Regions from separate parts of the Muntiacus reevesi genome. Here region 1 is linked to region 2. Evidence: chromatin contacts called from public Hi-C data. All regions are on one chromosome and are shown on one strand. Each heading gives the region's core, a stretch centred on a gene start, on an enhancer-like site or on the middle of the called end of the contact. The rest is flanking DNA. Distances are from core to core; before and after follow the strand shown.

Region 1 (4,930 bases), core at 1,466-3,965, 230 kb before region 2:
CCAGGATGGAATACTGACAGTCTGTCACCAGGAGGGAGCTGTAGAGGAGGGTGGTCCTTAAGGTGGGGATCAAATGGCCCTAGGGAGTGTTGCTCTCTAAAGTGCTGTTTTCATTGCTGAAAAGCATCTCCATCAGTGTTTTCCAAATGGCCATGGTTTCTCATGTTCTTAGTCACTTTATCTTTAAGGCCTGGGTGTGTGTGTGTGTATTAATGTTATAAGTATTGTAAAGGAAATGACCATTTTTTCCCTAGCAAAATAAAAGGTTATCCTTGCATCTCTTAGGAGTTGCCTTGCTTATGGGGAAACGCAGATGGATACCACTGTTGATGTATATTTATATTAGTTTCCAATTTCGTGAGGACTGGTGGGACATGACAAGGTGGAGGTTCTGTGCGGTGGCATGTCCATCTGCACATACCCACGGGATTCTGATGTAGCCCCATCATACTTGATAAACTGGTCTGGAGGGCCCTGGAGGCTGCCCTTCACCCGTGGGACTGAGGTGGTGACGCATGGCTCGGTCAGTGTCTCTCTCCGCCCTTCATTTCCTGTAGAGTCCACCCTGCACTTGGTGCTTCGTCTGCGAGGCGGCATCATTGAGCCTTCCCTCCGCCAGCTCGCTCAGAAATACAACTGCGACAAGATGATCTGCCGCAAGTACGGCTCCTGGGCGGGGGCGGGGCGGGGCGGGCACGGCGGGGCGGGGCGGGGTGTGCCCTCACCGGCCCTGCTGTGCGCCCACAGGTGTTACGCCCGCCTGCACCCCCGTGCTGTCAACTGCCGCAAGAAGAAGTGCGGCCACACCAACAACCTGCGCCCCAAGAAGAAGGTCAAGTAAAGCTCCTCCACCGGCTTCTCCTTGGCCCGCAGGGCGGCCTCCTGCCCAAGCCCCGCGGTCCTGGGGCCTCAATAAAGTTTCCCTTTCGTTGACTGGAGCAGTAATTGGTGTCCCTGTGGCTGGTCTGTCCAGTGGGGAGGTGACTGAGGTGTGGACATCTACGGGACTTCGTGTCACTCAGCTCTTCATAGCCCTTGTGGGGTCCCAGGTCTGGAGTTCCACTTGTCTCATCTGTAAATTGGGCCATGGTCCCTGTCCTTCACATCTGAAGTTGTCATAACCACAGCACAGGCAAGTCTCAGACCTGGCCTTCTGCCACATAACCTAGTGAGCCCTCCCATTTGGGTTTTACCATCTGAAATATGAGAATAAAGACCTTCAACCAAGTGACTGGTGGGACCCGGTCAGGCACATTTAACAGCCCCTCATGTCTGGGCCCTGGAGGTGTTTGGGTGTGGGTGGATGGCTGGATAGGATGGAGCACCCCACCTAGTGTAATGACACCTTTTCTCTGTTCTGCCTGACCACTGGAGCCCCTGGGCCCCACTCAAGACGTGTGTCAGGTGAGGGTGGCAGCACCCTGGCAAGCCCATATTTTTATTTGTCTTGGGATGACTGGGGCTGGATGTAGGTGATAACTCAGGCCCAGACAGTGATGCCTGAGAATAGCTGAGACCTGGAGGCCGTCGCTTCATGTCTCAGGTAGACGAGTTTCATTTTTTGTTAGCTGCCCCTCCCTCCCTAAGGCCAGGCCCCCATTTTCCTGGTCTACCCACTTGTCCACTCCTAGGGGAGGGAGGTTCTGAAGTTCAAATTAGGTAGTGTGTATCCAGCTCTCAGGCCTCTCAATATGAAACACTATACCACCACCCTCGCCCTGCCCTGCCCTGGACTCCCATCTCAGGGGCTCTTTTTCAGCTCACTTCCAATCAGGGCTCCCCTGATAGCTCAGTTGGTAAAAGAATCCATCTGCAATGCAGGAGATGCTGGTTCAATACTTCGGTAGGGAAGGTCCCCTGGAAAAGGAGTAGGCTACCCACTCCAGTATTAGCTCAGACGGTAGAGTCTGCCTACAATACTGGAGACGCAGGTTCGATCCCTGGGTCAGGAAGATCCCCCAGAGAAGGAAATGGCAACCCACTCCAGTATTCTTGCCTGGAAAATCCCATGAACTGAGGATCCTGGTAGGCTACAGTCTATGGAGTAGGACACGACTGAGCAACTTCACTTTCACTTTCACCCACTCCAGTATTCTTGGGTTTCCCTTGTGGCTCAGCTGGTAAAGAATCCGCCTGCAATGCTGGAGACCTGGGTTGGGAAGATCCCATGGAGAACTGGAAGGCTACCCACTCCAGTGTTCTTGCCTGGAGAATTCCATGGACTGTATAGTCCCATGGGGTTGCAGAGACAGGACTGAGTCAGTTTCTTTTTCCAACCGGTTCACATAGGACCTGCTAGAGAATCTGCTGTGGGCTGGGTTCTAGCGACTTGAGCTTTCCAATGTCAGAACCTGCGCTCAGATCCCACTCTTGCCACAACCTTGTGGCGTCAAATGACGAATATCACTTCCCAGATTGCTTTTTCTTTAGTTGTGTGGGAATGGGATGTGAGGAAGTGAAGTCGGGTGTTGACAGTTGTATAGAAACAAAACCTGGTGTGTACAGAACCTTATATTCAAGATCAAAAACTTTTGAGAAGGCGAGCGCTGGACAGGAATAAACACGGGGTGGGGTGGCTAGAGGGTGTCAGGCCTGAGAAGCCCTCCAGTCTTTGCTTCCCATTCTTCCCCGGGGTTTCCTCCAGGTTGGCTAGGTTCCGAGGCCTCCGGGCCTGCAGGGGGCGCCAGGTGCATCGCAGCAACCTGATCCCGGGCGGGGCCAGAGCTGCGCAGTCATGATCACAGCGGAGGCCGCATCAGAGTCCACTGTCCCTGCGGTGCCCGGTGATACGACCGCCACTGGAGTCCCAGAGCGCGAGGAGCTGGTGTGGCCCTGGGTGAGCTCGAGCCCGAGCGGGAACATGAGTGGGGCGGGCGGTGCAGGCCCGGGGGCGCCAGCTTCATGCCCTAGCCATGCTCCCCGCTCCGTAGAAAGATGCTCCGATCCGGGCGCTGGTGCAGCGCATCCACCAGCTGCAAGCTGAGCGCGCACAGGCCTTCCGCCGGCTGGAGGAGTGAGTGTGGGCGTATGGGAGGGGAGGGGTCCCATTGTTCGGCCCTCAGCCCACTCTGAGGATGGGCGAGCCTTGAGGGAAGAATTGGGTCCCCGCGCGCCTCAGTGTCGGAGGTGGAGCGGGGTTTGCGGGGAGACCAGATCGCTCCCTTCCCTATGGGCTGGGGTGCGCTCGTCTCGGGTTACCCTGTGGGGATCGGAACGTCCTCCACACTCTGGGATCGAGGCACACTTCTTGGGCGGCTTTCAGGCGGTCGATGGGGGTGCAGGGCCTGAGAGCCGGGGCCGTAGCCTCAGGACCCCCACCTGCCGCAGAGGCCACCGCCAGTACCTGAGCAGCGGCCCGCCCTACGACTTCCCGCGCTACCGGAGCACCGTACACGAGGTGACCCAGGTCTTCGCCGCCGCCTCGAGAGAGGTGCTGGCGGTGGAGGCCGAGCTAGCCGGACCCCGAGCGCAGCCGCTGCTCGCGAGCCACGTGCGCAGCCTGCAGCAGCTGGAGGAGACGCGACTGACCACGGTGAGGCCCCATTCCCGGGGTCTTGGCCCACGGTGCACCCCTTGGGGGAAGGGCCACATTCCGTCCCTGCAAACCCCGCCCCTGGCGCCCCAGCACCCGCCTCTACATGCCCCAGCTAAGTCGTCCATTAAGATTTCACTTGAGAGTCTCAGGCTTAGCCCCCTACTTTCTGCCCCCACTTTTATCCAGGACAAGTCCGCTCCGTCCCAGACCCCACCTCTCCAGGGCTCCTCCCCGCTCTGGCTTGTCCCAGTGCCCCGGATCTGTTACTCCGCCCTCAGATTGGGCGCCGTGAAACTCCAGGTCAAGTCCCCTTCCTAGTAACCCCAGATCCCAGCCTAAATTGTGGGCCTGTGACCCGGCCTACCCTGCCTTCACAGCCAATCCTGATCGAGATACATACAAGGCCACGTGAAGCCACGCCCGCACCACACTCTCAGCTGGGATTCCCAGGCCAACCCAAATCTAGGTTTTCGGCCTACTTGCAAATTGGGATTACAACGCCCCGGCTGGTCTCTGAGACTAAGAGATTCTGCCTACTTTATACCCCCACCTGCACCACTCCTGTCCCCCAATCCCTGGCTAAGATTTCACCCTTATTCCCCTTCCCCGCCTACATGAGGCCACACCCTCTGACTCTAGGGCCCGCCCACTCGGCCCCCCTGGTCAGGAGCCCCTCTAAACCTAATCCTAGATTCCTCCAGCGTTAAAAGAACCGCTGCCCTTGAGACTCCTGCCTGCTTTGCCCCTCCTCCCCCTTGTGCTGCCTTTCTGGGTGCTTCAGTGTTTCCCCCTCAACCTCCTGAGGGCACAGCCTCAGCCAACCATGACGTCCTCCTTGCTGCCCATTCCCCAACCAGGTGGCCCTGCTGCAGCTGATGGGGACACCAGAGCTGACAGGGCAGGACGACAGCCTGCAGATGCACCAGCTGAAGATGAAGTGAGTGCTGCCTCCCAGTGGGCTGACCATGCTAGATCTGCATAGGCATCCTTGGGCACCCAGCCCCAAACAGGCATGCCCCAGGGCTGGCAAGGTCGACCGCCAACCCTCTGGACCTGCACACAACCCGTTGGGTGTGCACACCAGAACCTTCACCTGGTGATCCTAGATGAACTACCCACCTTCCCCCAGTGCATATGCCCTGCCCTTTCACACCAGACTCGCTGTGGATTTTCAGGACACAGCTGCACACCTCACACCCATCGATCCCGCTCACATGGCTCGACTTGGAGCTTGGACATGGTTGCCCAGGCCCTACCAGGCACACGCCTGCACATTCTTGCCTTTAGCCTCCCAGACACACACAGGTGCACACCCACTAGACTCTGCCGCAGTCACCCTGCACACCTTCCTGCTGGCACACACTCATCCAAGGTGACCTTTCCTCCTGCCACTCT
Region 2 (4,695 bases), core at 1,867-4,366:
CCATTTTATTAGGAAGAGAGAGTACTAGTGGCTTTCACTTGACCTTTCCCCCCATAATAGCTCTCACTGCATAGGTCAGGAAACAAATGTGAGGATTCTTCCAGTTGCTAAGTGTATCTGTTCCAATTATGCATTCTAGAACTGGAGATAAAACACAACATGAGTTCAGGGATCCACTGGAAAATGAACCAGATAAAATTCCATTGATAACTTGACTTCCTAAGTCCCTACTCTGACTGATGGGCCACAGTGATGTTTTGGGTGTCCTGAAATTTGTGTTGGTTCAGAGCCACTGTCTAGTAATCTGTGAAAGGCCTAAGGATTTCCTTAAGCCCAGTGCATGTTCACCTTGGCAAAGGGCCAAAGGTTCCATTGGAGAAGACTGGGAGAAAAGTTAACATAAGAATTTTTGGAAGTGTACTGGGTCTTTCCTCAAGGGGACTCAGCCTCTTCTTCATTAAAGATGTTCTGGGTTTGTGAACTGGATCAAGTCTAAGAATTGACTGACATGATACTCCATTTTTAAGATTCAAATTAGACTTTTATTCACATGATCTAGAACTTTTCTGCTTAAACAGATCAAGTAAGAATTTAGTAGGCTTCCCAACCATTTTACTTTTAAGAATGCCATGATCAGCTAGTCAATGCCATAGGGCTCTGTGAGTCAGACTCTTCTGATCGCTGCTTTTTTTCCCTCCTGATTGCTACTTTGACTCTGCTGTCCATTATGGTAACCACATCCATCTTCAAAAGCTTAGGGAGGTGAGTAGGTTTTAAATGATAAATCTACTCTAATGTTTTCATCTCCCTAAGCTTTTGACTCCTTTCCTTGAGAGTAAACTATAGTTACTGTTGAATTACTTCTCCTTTCAATTTATCACATTTTTCTTAATGTATTTTTGGGTTTTGTTGTTAGGTACTTTCATGATTACAATTATTTCTTCCTAGATTGAAATTTTATCATTATCATTATACAATATTCTTTGTCTCAAGTAACGGTTTTTGTCTTAATCTGTTTTACCTGATACTAGTATAGCCAATATAGCTCTCTTTCAGTTACTATTTGCCTGGAGTATCTTTTTCCATCTGGTTACTTTTGGCCTTTTTGCCTTTGACTCTAAAGTGAGTCTTTGGGGACTTCCCTGGCAGTCCAGTGGTTAAGATTCTGCACTACCAATGCAGGGAGCATGGGTTTGATCCCTGGTTGGGGAACTAAGATCCCACATGCCAAGTGGCAAAGAGAAAAAAAAAAGTGATTTTTTTTGCAGACCGCATAGCTGTACCATGATTAAAAGGAAAAAAAAAAAAAAAAAACCTCTGAAAATCTCTGCCTTTTAACTGGAGAGTTTAATTCAATTTCATTTAGTGTAATTACTGATAAGGACTTATTTCTGCCATTTTGCTATCTGCTTTCTGTATGTCATATCTTTTTTCAACTCTTCCATTACTAACTTCTTCTGTGTTAAATTGATATGTTTTAGTGTACCATCCACAATGTTATTTTGCAAATGTGAGGCTATGTAGGAAATAAAAGGAGATCCTTAGAAGTGGAATTACTAGGTCAAGGGCAGGGCAAGGCATGCACTGAAACTGCTAAGTTTTACCAGATTGGTCTTAAACAATTCTACCAATTCGACTGGATACTTTCCATACAGGGCTTTGCATTTTATTAAAAGCATCTGTTAGCTCGCTAGGATTCTCCCTTAAACTGTGTCTTCCTGTAGAGGGGGACCTAATTATTCATTTTTTATATTCCCACGTTTTCATGCACTGGAAGCCGGAAAAGATGTGAAGAAAGAAAAAGGAATCTTTTATCATGTCATGACAGGAATATTGGAAAATGAGGAACCATGCAGCATCTGGAACTTTAGGAACGGCCATGCAAACCGGGAGCCCTGTGAACTGACTTCAAGTACTTAGTCCCAGAATCTTGGGAAGTGGGGGGTTCTCCAAGACACTTTACAGAAAAGGAAGCTGTGGCTAGGAAGTTAGGAGATTAAGGCTCATAAACTAGTAACTAAACTTTTACTGAGCACCTTTCGTGCGTGGGCGGTTAGTCTCCCCACAGAGAAGACCATGTGATGAACAGTCAGCCCCTGTCCACAGGAAACTTCTCTTTGTAAATGCCCGGGATCATTTACTCCTCATCTCACCTTTTTATTTATTTATTTTCGGCTGAACTGTTGGGTCCTCAACGATTTAGCAGGGCTACTCTCTAGCTGTGGTACACGTGCTCCTCAGCGCAGTGGCTTTCTTTCTCAGAGCACTGGCTGCAGGGGGTTCGGGCTTCAGTAGTTGTAGTCCAAGGGGCGTAGTTGCCCCACAGCATGTGGGCTCACCCCAGACCAGGGATCAAACAGTGTCTGCTGCATTGGCAGGCAGATTCTTAACCACTGGACCACAGGAAAGTTCCCCTCATCCCGTCTTAATGGCTATTATTCCCCTTTCCCAGCTGAGGAAACGCTAGGCTCAGAGAGGTAAAATCGCTTGTATAATTAAAGTCACACAGACAGTAGGTGGCCAGGTTTGGGTTTCAACCCAGAGCAGTGCTCCCAATCGCTGTTATTTCATGCCTCTGAATAATACCATTGTCCAGAGCAGCAGCAACCACTTTTTCTGTGCGCTAGGCTCTGTGGTAAGGACTGTCCCCATTCACTTATTCAACCAGTGCAGACTGAGCAGCTACTATGCGCCACGCGCCCTCATCTTAAAAGATTTGGCGAAATTAGCCCCGGGAGTTTCTCCGAGTGAAGGGGACGCAACCACTCTTTCCTCGCCAAGCCTCCCCAGCTGGGTGTTCCACCTCGGGAAAGCATCCAGCTGGCGCTCAATTAACCCATGGCACTGTCGCCGCTTCTAGGGACACAGACGACCACGGCCGCACCATCCGCTGCCCGAGTGCCACAGAGAGCGGTGGAGGCGGCCCCAGGAACTCGTGTGGTCGCCGGGACGGCGGTTGGAAGCCCCGCCCCCCGCGCGTGCGCGCTGCGCGTCCCGCCTGCCCGCTGGGCTCCGGCAGTGCGGGCGCGGTTGAAGGCGTCCTCGAGGAGCGCGCGCGCCTGCGCCGTCGTCGGACTCGCGCACGCGCACCTGCGCCGGCGCCGGCCTCACGCACGCGCACGGCGGCGGCGACGGCGGCGGTGGCGGCGGTTCCTGACGGGGGCTGCGAGGGCGGGCGGCCCCGAAGGAAGCGGCGGAGCTGAGGGGCTCAGTGGCTCGGCGCGCGTGACTCTCAACCCGGCTCGCTCCGCGGCGGGCGTTTTGAGCCTGTCCAGGGGCGCGGACGCGGCGGCGGCGGCGGCGGCGACCCGAGGCCTGCGGCCTAGGCCTCAGCGCGGCGGCGGGCTCGAGTGCGGCGCGGAGCCGGCCAGAGGGCCCTACGCGGCGGCACAATGAGCGTGGAGGCGTACGGGCCCAGCTCGCAGACGCTCACCTTCTTGGACACCGAGGAGGCCGAGCTGCTCGGCGCTGACACCCAGGGCTCCGAGTTCGAGTTTACCGACTTCACCCTCCCCAGTCAGACGCAGACGCCCCCCGGCGGCCCCGGAGGTGGCGGCGCGGGGGCCCCGGTTGGAGCCGGCCCGGGCGCAGCGGCCGGACAGCTCGACGCGCAGGTGAGCGGCACATGGCGGCGCCGGAAGACGGGGCCGGGCCTCGGCGGCGGGGGACCTGCTCGGGTTTCCCCTCCGGCCCGGCCGGGGCTGATCTGCTCGGCTCCTGCTCCAGTCCCTCCTGCTCCAGAGTGACTTGTCCGGGGTATGTCCCGCTTAGTCCAGGTCCGAAGTAACCTGCCTCCAGTTTCTGCTCTCCAGCCGCCCCGGGTAAACCTCCTTCAAGACCTTCTCTGGTCTCTCTCTCTCAGGATCTAGTTCCACACTGAGTCTTAGCTGATCGGTCCCAAGTCCCCTTCCGGGCCTGTCCGAAGTGACCGGCCCTAGGTACGTCTCTGGCCTGGACGGGGGTGACTTGTCCCCGAGTTCTCCTTCAGCTGGGTCAGTGCCCCGCTCAAGCCAGCTTCTGATCTGCGCCGATTCCCCCTTCAGTCACATCCGACCGCTGCCCCACCCCCTTACCTGTGGTCGCAGTCTGGGCACCCCTGTCCTCATTCTTGCCCAGTGTCCAGTGGGTTTATATTGCATCGGGCCCACGGACGCTGGCGAGAGGAGGGCTGAGGCTTCTCCAGCAGAAACGGAATTTGTGCATTCAACAGAGAGCCCCAAGCTCGCAGACTTTTAAGATTATTCAGGAGAGTGTTTGCGTTTTGTTTTTTCTTCTTGAATTGCCTGTTGCTGAAACCGACCTGTTACGTAACTCCGCAGCCCTGCCTTGGAAAAGTTGGTTTTGAGTTTGTTCCTCCAGTTGGTGAGTGGTAGTGGGTTTTATATACGTGGCTCTGCCACGTCAGGAACTTTTGTTCTTAATGATGTCAACATTTAGCAAAGGCTGCTTGGTTATTTTAAATTTGGGTTTGTGTTATGAGAGTGTATCCGGCATACACTTCCTGGATCTGGGTCCCTGACCCGGGATGGGAGAGGGCGCTGGCTGTGGTCTTGGGCTAGGCTCCCCAAGGAATGTAGCCATCATCCTGTGGGTCTCAAATTCCGTTCCTGTGCCTGGCACCTCCCTCAGATTTATTTTCCTGAATTCTCAGCCACAGAGGAGCTATAGGCTTCACCTTGTCACAGGTGTCCCTTG

Evidence for each region. Hi-C and Micro-C count contacts between places; a contact is called where the count stands out from the background.
Region 1: a contact with region 2 is called in a Hi-C map of blood, with 2.7 times the contacts expected there. The contact joins the promoter of REX1BD here to the promoter of UPF1 in region 2. A contact is called at or near these places in 2 of 3 Hi-C or Micro-C datasets (blood and muscle).

Annotation. Positions count from the first base shown.
Region 1 is chr1:183,507,578-183,512,507 of mMunRee1.1, reverse strand. REX1BD (required for excision 1-B domain containing) reads left to right here and starts at 2,715. Exons shown (of 6, transcript XM_065931547.1): 1 at 2,715-2,836; 2 at 2,931-3,013; 3 at 3,263-3,291; 4 at 3,294-3,532; 5 at 4,393-4,472. The coding sequence starts at 2,735. It overlaps UBA52 (ubiquitin A-52 residue ribosomal protein fusion product 1), which reads left to right. Exons shown (of 5, transcript XM_065917406.1): 4 at 558-660; 5 at 748-933. The coding sequence ends at 841.
Region 2 is chr1:183,274,720-183,279,414 of mMunRee1.1, reverse strand. UPF1 (UPF1 RNA helicase and ATPase) reads left to right here and starts at 3,116. Exons shown (of 24, transcript XM_065917388.1): 1 at 3,116-3,614. The coding sequence starts at 3,393.